Linked DNA regions of Mus musculus: region 2 is linked to region 1. A link is a contact called in public HiChIP or PLAC-seq data. All regions are on one chromosome and are shown on one strand. The core of a region is the stretch at or near the end of the contact, and the rest is flanking DNA. Distances in the headings are between cores, read along the strand shown. Region 1 holds the start of Bloodlinc (Bloodlinc, erythroid developmental long intergenic non-protein coding transcript). Region 2 has its middle 11 kb from the start of Ubtf.

The links. HiChIP or PLAC-seq counts read pairs in DNA pulled down with a chosen protein or histone mark.
Region 2: an H3K27ac HiChIP or PLAC-seq map of embryonic stem cells shows a contact between it and region 1, with 23 read pairs. The contact joins the enhancer-like site here to the promoter of Bloodlinc in region 1. A contact is called at or near these places in 22 of 39 promoter capture datasets (the 3T3-L1 cell line, 3T3-L1-derived adipocytes, the C10 cell line and 13 more), 1 of 15 datasets of contacts at CTCF or cohesin (the NIH/3T3 cell line), 62 of 484 Hi-C or Micro-C datasets (the AML12 cell line, the C2C12 cell line, the G1E-ER4 cell line and 36 more), 32 of 115 datasets of contacts at active chromatin or transcription factors (the HPC-7 cell line, astrocytes, bone marrow-derived dendritic cells and 22 more) and 5 of 9 other capture datasets (adipose tissue, embryonic stem cells, liver and 2 more).

What each region holds. Positions count from the first base shown.
Region 1 is chr11:102,375,355-102,378,532 of GRCm38.p6, forward strand. It overlaps Bloodlinc (Bloodlinc, erythroid developmental long intergenic non-protein coding transcript), which reads right to left and starts at 1,666. Exons shown (of 3, transcript NR_131196.1): 1 at 1,449-1,666; 2 at 949-1,067; 3 at 197-536. Gm34253 (predicted gene, 34253) reads left to right here and starts at 115. Exons shown (of 3, transcript NR_166821.1): 1 at 115-243; 2 at 2,417-2,588.
Region 2 is chr11:102,328,368-102,331,309 of GRCm38.p6, forward strand. No RefSeq gene overlaps it. Among named protein-coding and RNA genes, the nearest start is that of Ubtf, 11 kb to the left of the region's middle. Within about 2 kb of position 1,409, at least 5 of the 459 cell types and tissues checked have an H3K27ac peak or open chromatin away from gene starts, as enhancers often do. A contact at or near this core is called in embryonic stem cells, where this site is marked.

The DNA.
Region 1 (3,178 bases), core at 416-2,915:
TGAGCCAGATGTTTGAGGTCCTCAACCTGACAGCTGATGGCAGAGTCACAGAGCCCAAGCCTATGGGTGTGTTCCCTGCCCTGTGTATGTCTAGGGGAAAAAGCTTAACACACTGGCTTTGAGCCAGCTTGCCTTCCCACTAGCTGTGTGACCTTAACAGAATTTCCAGAAGTCTCTAAAGGTTCAAGTTCAAGAGGTTGTGAGGTAGAAGGACGAGGCCCAGAGAAGCTTGGTGGAGAACGGGTGTGAGTGTCATTTTAGGAGAGAGCCTCAGTTGGTGGTGGTGGTGGCAGGCACGCCCCGCTGACCCTCAGACCAGTAGCTCTTGCTGCCTTTGCTCAGGGAAGTGGAGGTACGCTCAGGCGGGCGCTCAACAAAATCCTCTCGATCTTGAGCTCCTGAGCCCAGGCAGTGGAGTGTCTCAAACTGGAGCCCTGAGCTGTGCCCATCTCAATCGCAGCTGGTGGGTCGGGTCTGGGGAACCCTCGAAGGTGAAACCTCAACTCCGTTCCTTCAGTCCCTGTGCCTCCGTCTTTCTGTAGGTGAAGGAGAGAGCAAACGGACAGGGCTCAGTGACTCAGCTGTCCCTGGAAAGGCGAAGGGCGAAGGGCGGAGAGAAAAGGAGGCCTCCAGGTCCAAACTCCCCTCCCTTCAGGCGCTCAGCTTGTTTGTTTTTGAACAGACCTTAGGGCAGCCAATCAGAGCTGAGGCCCCGGGCTTGTGCCTTTCCCCGCTGACTGCAACTCCTGGTTCCTGGCCAGTGAAGCTGGGGAAGGTAGGGTTCCTGGGTGGGGAGTAGGATAATGACTACGGGGTGCTCCTCTTTGGGGTCCCAATCCTGTCAGCTACCCAATCTCTTGAGGTGTCTTGTTTTAGAGGCAAAGTGCTGAGTCTGATGACAGCCTGGCAGAAGACAGAGGACGTGGTATCCAGCCTGAGCCTCCTCACCATAGGCTCAGAAAACAGGCTGAAGGCTTGTTTAGCTTCCACTCTTGTGACAGGAATTGGTTCCTTTATCCATCCAGGTGTCAGTCAGCAAGCGTTTGCTTTACTCATGCTGATGAGTGCTAGGAGCCACAGAAAGAGACACAAAAGCACAAAAGCCAAGCTAAGACTGGGTGGGGGAGAGTGGGGTAAACATACAGACGCTCAGAGTCCCTGGGGACCTCCACGACATAAAGTCCTGCAACATTTTGGTGGCAAAACTCCCAAGAGTGAACCGGGATTCCCTCCTGTGATTCAGCAGAGATGTAAACAGCTTACTAAAGGCGCTCAGTCAGCCACTGAGCACAGCTCACCAGCCTGGAGGCTCTCTTTCCCAGTGCAGATGGGAGAGCCCAGAGAACAGCTGTCAAGGACTACCGGGACCTGCTCCGTACAGACCTTCCACCTCCTCTCCCAGCCTAGCCTAGTCTTGGGGGAATGGACCCCCATGTATGCACACTCACCCAGGCTCATCCCTGCTGGAGGCTCCCACTAACTATGGCAGCACCCAGAGATGCTCTCTAACCTAGTCCCAAACGGAGGAAGTGAAAGTGCTGGGAGCAAGTGAATTCTATATCCTTAGAGAAAAAAGAAAGTCAGGATGGAGTCTGGAGAGATAGCTCAGCAGCTAAGAGCACCGGGATCCAGCACCCACATGACAGCTCACACCTATCTACAACTCCAGTTCCAGGGCTTCTGGCACTCTTACACAGACATCCATACAGTTTCCTGGGCAGCCAGGACTACATAGAGATAGACTCTGTCTCAAAAAAAAAAAAAAAGAAAGAAAGAAAGAAAGAAAGAGAAAAGAAAGAAAAGAAAATCTATGGTTTATTAATTTATAAGGTGAATAAAGTGGACAAGAAATCAAGTTCAAGGGAGTCGAATTGAGAACTCTCTCTCCTCTCAAATTTGTAAGAGGAAATATTGACGCGAGTAAATGTTCTCCCCTCCCCCAACCTTGAAAACTCCTTGGTAATTACACCACCTGGCCTCCAGGGGGCTCATGCTGTTTACTGCCCCTAAAGAAGCCCGCGAAGAAGGTCCAGTCTATCCCGTGGAAACAACTTTCTGCTCTGCTCATAGCCTAGCACCCCATAAAGGCACTCGCTGAACTTGCTCGCTTCTAACGAAGCTGCTGACTTCAACCCTTTCTCTCCACACTATGTTTAACCTACTCACCACCAGGTTCTGCACACACCCACGCTGCCCAGCTCCTCATTCGTTGTAGCATTTGACACAGGCGGCGCTCAGCTCTTGGGAATGTCTGCTTTGTGGCCCCCATACCATATTATCATCTCCATCTATTTAGCGTTCTCATTTTCCTCTTATCACCTCCCCACATCACTCCACCAAGTTCATCTTTCCTAATCTATCTTCGCCAGCCATTCTGCTCACTCATAACCTGGCCTTCTTCAATGTCCTTTCTCAGCTGACTGGTCCACGCATGTGGGTCAAACTAGCACCGGCAAGTGTATGTAGGACTCCCGCTTTCCTTAGCCGATTACTGCCAATGCCCATTGACTTCCATGTATGTACCCGGAGGATCTTCTGGCCGCAGTTGGCTGCAGTTGGAGCTTGTCGTTTCCGGTGGCTGTAAGTAGGTCAGTGTTTACCTCCCCGCCCTATAACCAAGAATTTCTCTCTTTATTGTTCCTTCCTTCCTTTAACAGGTTTGTATGATTGGCACAGGCCACCACATGTCGGGAATGCTCAGTTAGTGTTTGTAGAATGTGCTGCAAAGTAATGAAGATACAGAACAGAGGCTCAATTGGTAAAGCGTTTGCCTTGCAAGTACAAGGATCTGAGTTCAAGACCCAGAATCCATGTTTCTCAGAAAAATGGGAATGGTGGTGTATGTTTGTAATCCTAGCATGGGGAGACAGAGAGAGGCAGATTCACGGGGCTTGCTGGTCGTACAGCCTAGCCTTCTTGGCAAGTTCTAGGTCAGTGAAAACCCCTGCTTCCTCTCAGGAAAAAAAAAAAAAAAATGGCTGGAGCCAGGAGTGGTGGCACATGCCTTTAATCCCAGCATTCGGGAGGCAGAGGCAGGTGGATCTCTGAGTTCGAAGCCAGCCTGGTCTACAAAGTGAGCTCCAGGACAGCCAGGGCTACACAGAGAAACCCTGTCTCAAAAAACCAAAAAAAAAAAAAAAAAAAAAAAATGGCTGGAGCATGAAGAATAGCATTCAGA
Region 2 (2,942 bases), core at 159-2,658, 47 kb before region 1:
ACTGTCTAAGTTCTGTAGACCAGGCTGGTCAAAAAAGTCACAGATATCCACCTGCCTCTGACTCCCCCCCGCCCCTCGGGGTGCTAGAATTAAAGAAGAGGGCCACCACCGCCTGGGCCACTACATCTTTCTTTTTGGACTCGCTCCAAGGGTCAAACTTAGGTCATTAGGTATACAGAAATAAAGCTTTTACCCGTTACCACGTCTCTCAGCCCTTGTTTTCCAGTTCCTTCCAGCTATTCTGATGATTGTCAGCTGTCAGGACACAGGAGGGGGGGTGTCATTCAGTAATCATTCAGATGTCTTGATGGTGAAGATAGAGGCTGTCCTCTGGGTCGCTCTGGTCTTCATCTTAGATGCAGTCTGTTTTGGCTAACCCTCCTGAACAGGCATCTCTACCCCGAGGGTGAGCATCCTTTCCTCGCAGCCAGGGAAGCTCTCCCTTCCACTGCCTCTTCTTTCTGCTCCTCATCCCTAAGGGTGCTGAGGTATGAAGGCTCAGCTTGTCTGACTTATTGAACTTGAAATTCGTGTCATTAAAGGGTCCATTAGAGGAGTGAGACTTTTCCCTGGCTGATCTTAAATAGGTGTTGCTATTGCCTGGCAGTGGTCCTGATTACCACTCCTAGCTTTAGGACGACCTCCGTCTGATTTCTTACCTAAGACAGAGGATTTGATTCCCCAAAGAAAAGAAGCTGCACTGTTTGGTAGGTCCTCGTCCTCTTCAACAGAGACAGTTGAAGTTTGATCCTGGAGCTAAGATACATTTTTAAAAGCCTATGTGGTGTGGGCAGTGGTGGCACATGCCTTTAATCCCAGCACTCGGGAGGTAGAGGCAGGCGGATTTCTGAGTTCGAGGCCAGCCTGGTCTACAAAGTGAGTTCCAGGACAGCCAGGGCTATACAGAGAAACCCTGTCTCGAAAAAAAACCAAAAAAATAAAATAAATAAAAAATAAAAGCTTATGTGTAGTACAACTAATTTAAACTTATCCCCATCTAGCTTACAAATAAATGAGATTCAGACATCAGTTATTTTATTTGGCTTTGACAATTACTGGGGGCTAATCCTCAATCTACTTTTCTAACCTGCTGGCCTGGCTACCTCCCCAGAGGTGCCCCCCCCCCAATATTTGCAGTTTCTTCTGGCCATGTGCTCACAGTACTTCTCTCAAAGTGTTTCCTCCTCCTCCTCTTCTTCCTCCTCCTCCTCTTCCTCCTTGCCTCTCCACTCCCAACTCTAATCCCTCCTGTAATTGGCTGTAAGCACTTTGTTTTACTAGTAGTTTTAAAAACTAAGGAACAAGGTTTGCACAACAAAAGCTGGTAACCTTGAGAATTCTTTCATAGCAGGACCCCCCCCCTACAGAATTTAGCATTACAATACATAGCAACTGACCAAACCCCAACACCAGTGGGCTTGTCTTTCAGGACTCCACTACTATTTAGATAAAAATAGCAGACTAACATAGGTGTTCAACCTTGCTTCTGGGTGATATTACCTTCAAAAGAAGCCATATGCTTAATAGTAGAATAAACAAGCTGGGCAGTACTTGGGAGGCAGAGGCAGGGGCATTTCTAAGGCCAGTGTGGTCTACTGAGTGAGTTCCAGGACTGCCAGGGCTACACAGAGAAACCCTATCTCAAAAAACAAAACAAAACAAACAAACAAACAAACAAAAAAGTAGAATAACAAGAACCATTTCCTTCCATACTGTAGGACAGCTGGATCTGGCTGCTTAAGACCATTATCCTAGCATTTTTGACAATCGGAGGCAAGAATATTGAATACTCAAAGACTGAATTACAATGAAAAGCCTGAGGAGGTATTTCAGTAGTAGATAACTTACCTGGTGTGCATGAGGCCTTGGATTCAATTTCCAGAACTACAGTCAACTACTAACAAGCATGTAGGAGGGGCCTTGGCCTTCGGGAAGCCAAATAAAGATGTCTGTTCCTATGTGATCATATATATCACAGGTCTCTTAGTGCAACGTCTGCTACTCTTGTCTTGGCATCTAAGTGCTTTGACAGAAACTGCCTCAATAGCTCAAAATGTGCACAGTGTGGGGTAGACAACAGAAAACCAGTGTATACCATGAAAATAAAAACGTTAGGTCAGCCAGGCATGCTGGTGCATGCCTTTAATCCCAGCTCTCTGGAGGCAGAGGCAGAGGCAGGCGGATTTCTGAGTTCGAGGCCAGCCTGGTCTACAAAGTGAGTTCCAGGACAGCCAGGGCTATACAGAGAAACCATGTCTCGAAAAAAAAAACAAAACAAAAAACAAAAGTTAAGTAGCTAGAGTATTTACATTGCCCTTTTTACTTGATAAATAATACTACATAGGAAGTCAGATCAGGGGGAAATCAAATGTATACCCCAATAATAAAATGACTATTCCCTAAGCCAACCTGGATATGCCTAGTAATGCTAGTGAGACTGGGAATCTATGCATCTCAAAGGTGTATATAGTCTTTGTTCCCAGTGTTCGCCAGGTTAGGCTAGGGTGATCAGATTCTGCTACATGGGCTGGCCAGTGAGTCCGACAGATCTCTGACTCCTCGGTACTGAGATTGCAAGTGCAGGCCACTGCATCCAGCTTTCTGTGTGGGTGCTGGGGATTAAACTCAGGTCTTCGTGCTTGCACAGTGAGCATGCAATGGAGCTATTGCCCGGCTCATGTTTGGCTTTCTCATGCTGAATGTGAGCATGCTCTACGTCAGCGCGCACAGCTCACTCAGCGCCCCTCCACTCTCCGATCCTTTCGTGTAGTAGCCATTGGGCAGCAATTTATAGTTCTGTAATTTCCAAATGAGGATATGTGAGACAGGAATGTACCGCATTGATGTTCAGCCGGCGGTCACTCAGTCACAAGAGTCTTCATTTAAAGGCTTTTCTTTTTTTTTTTTTTTTAAAAGATTTATTTATTCATTATATGTAAGTA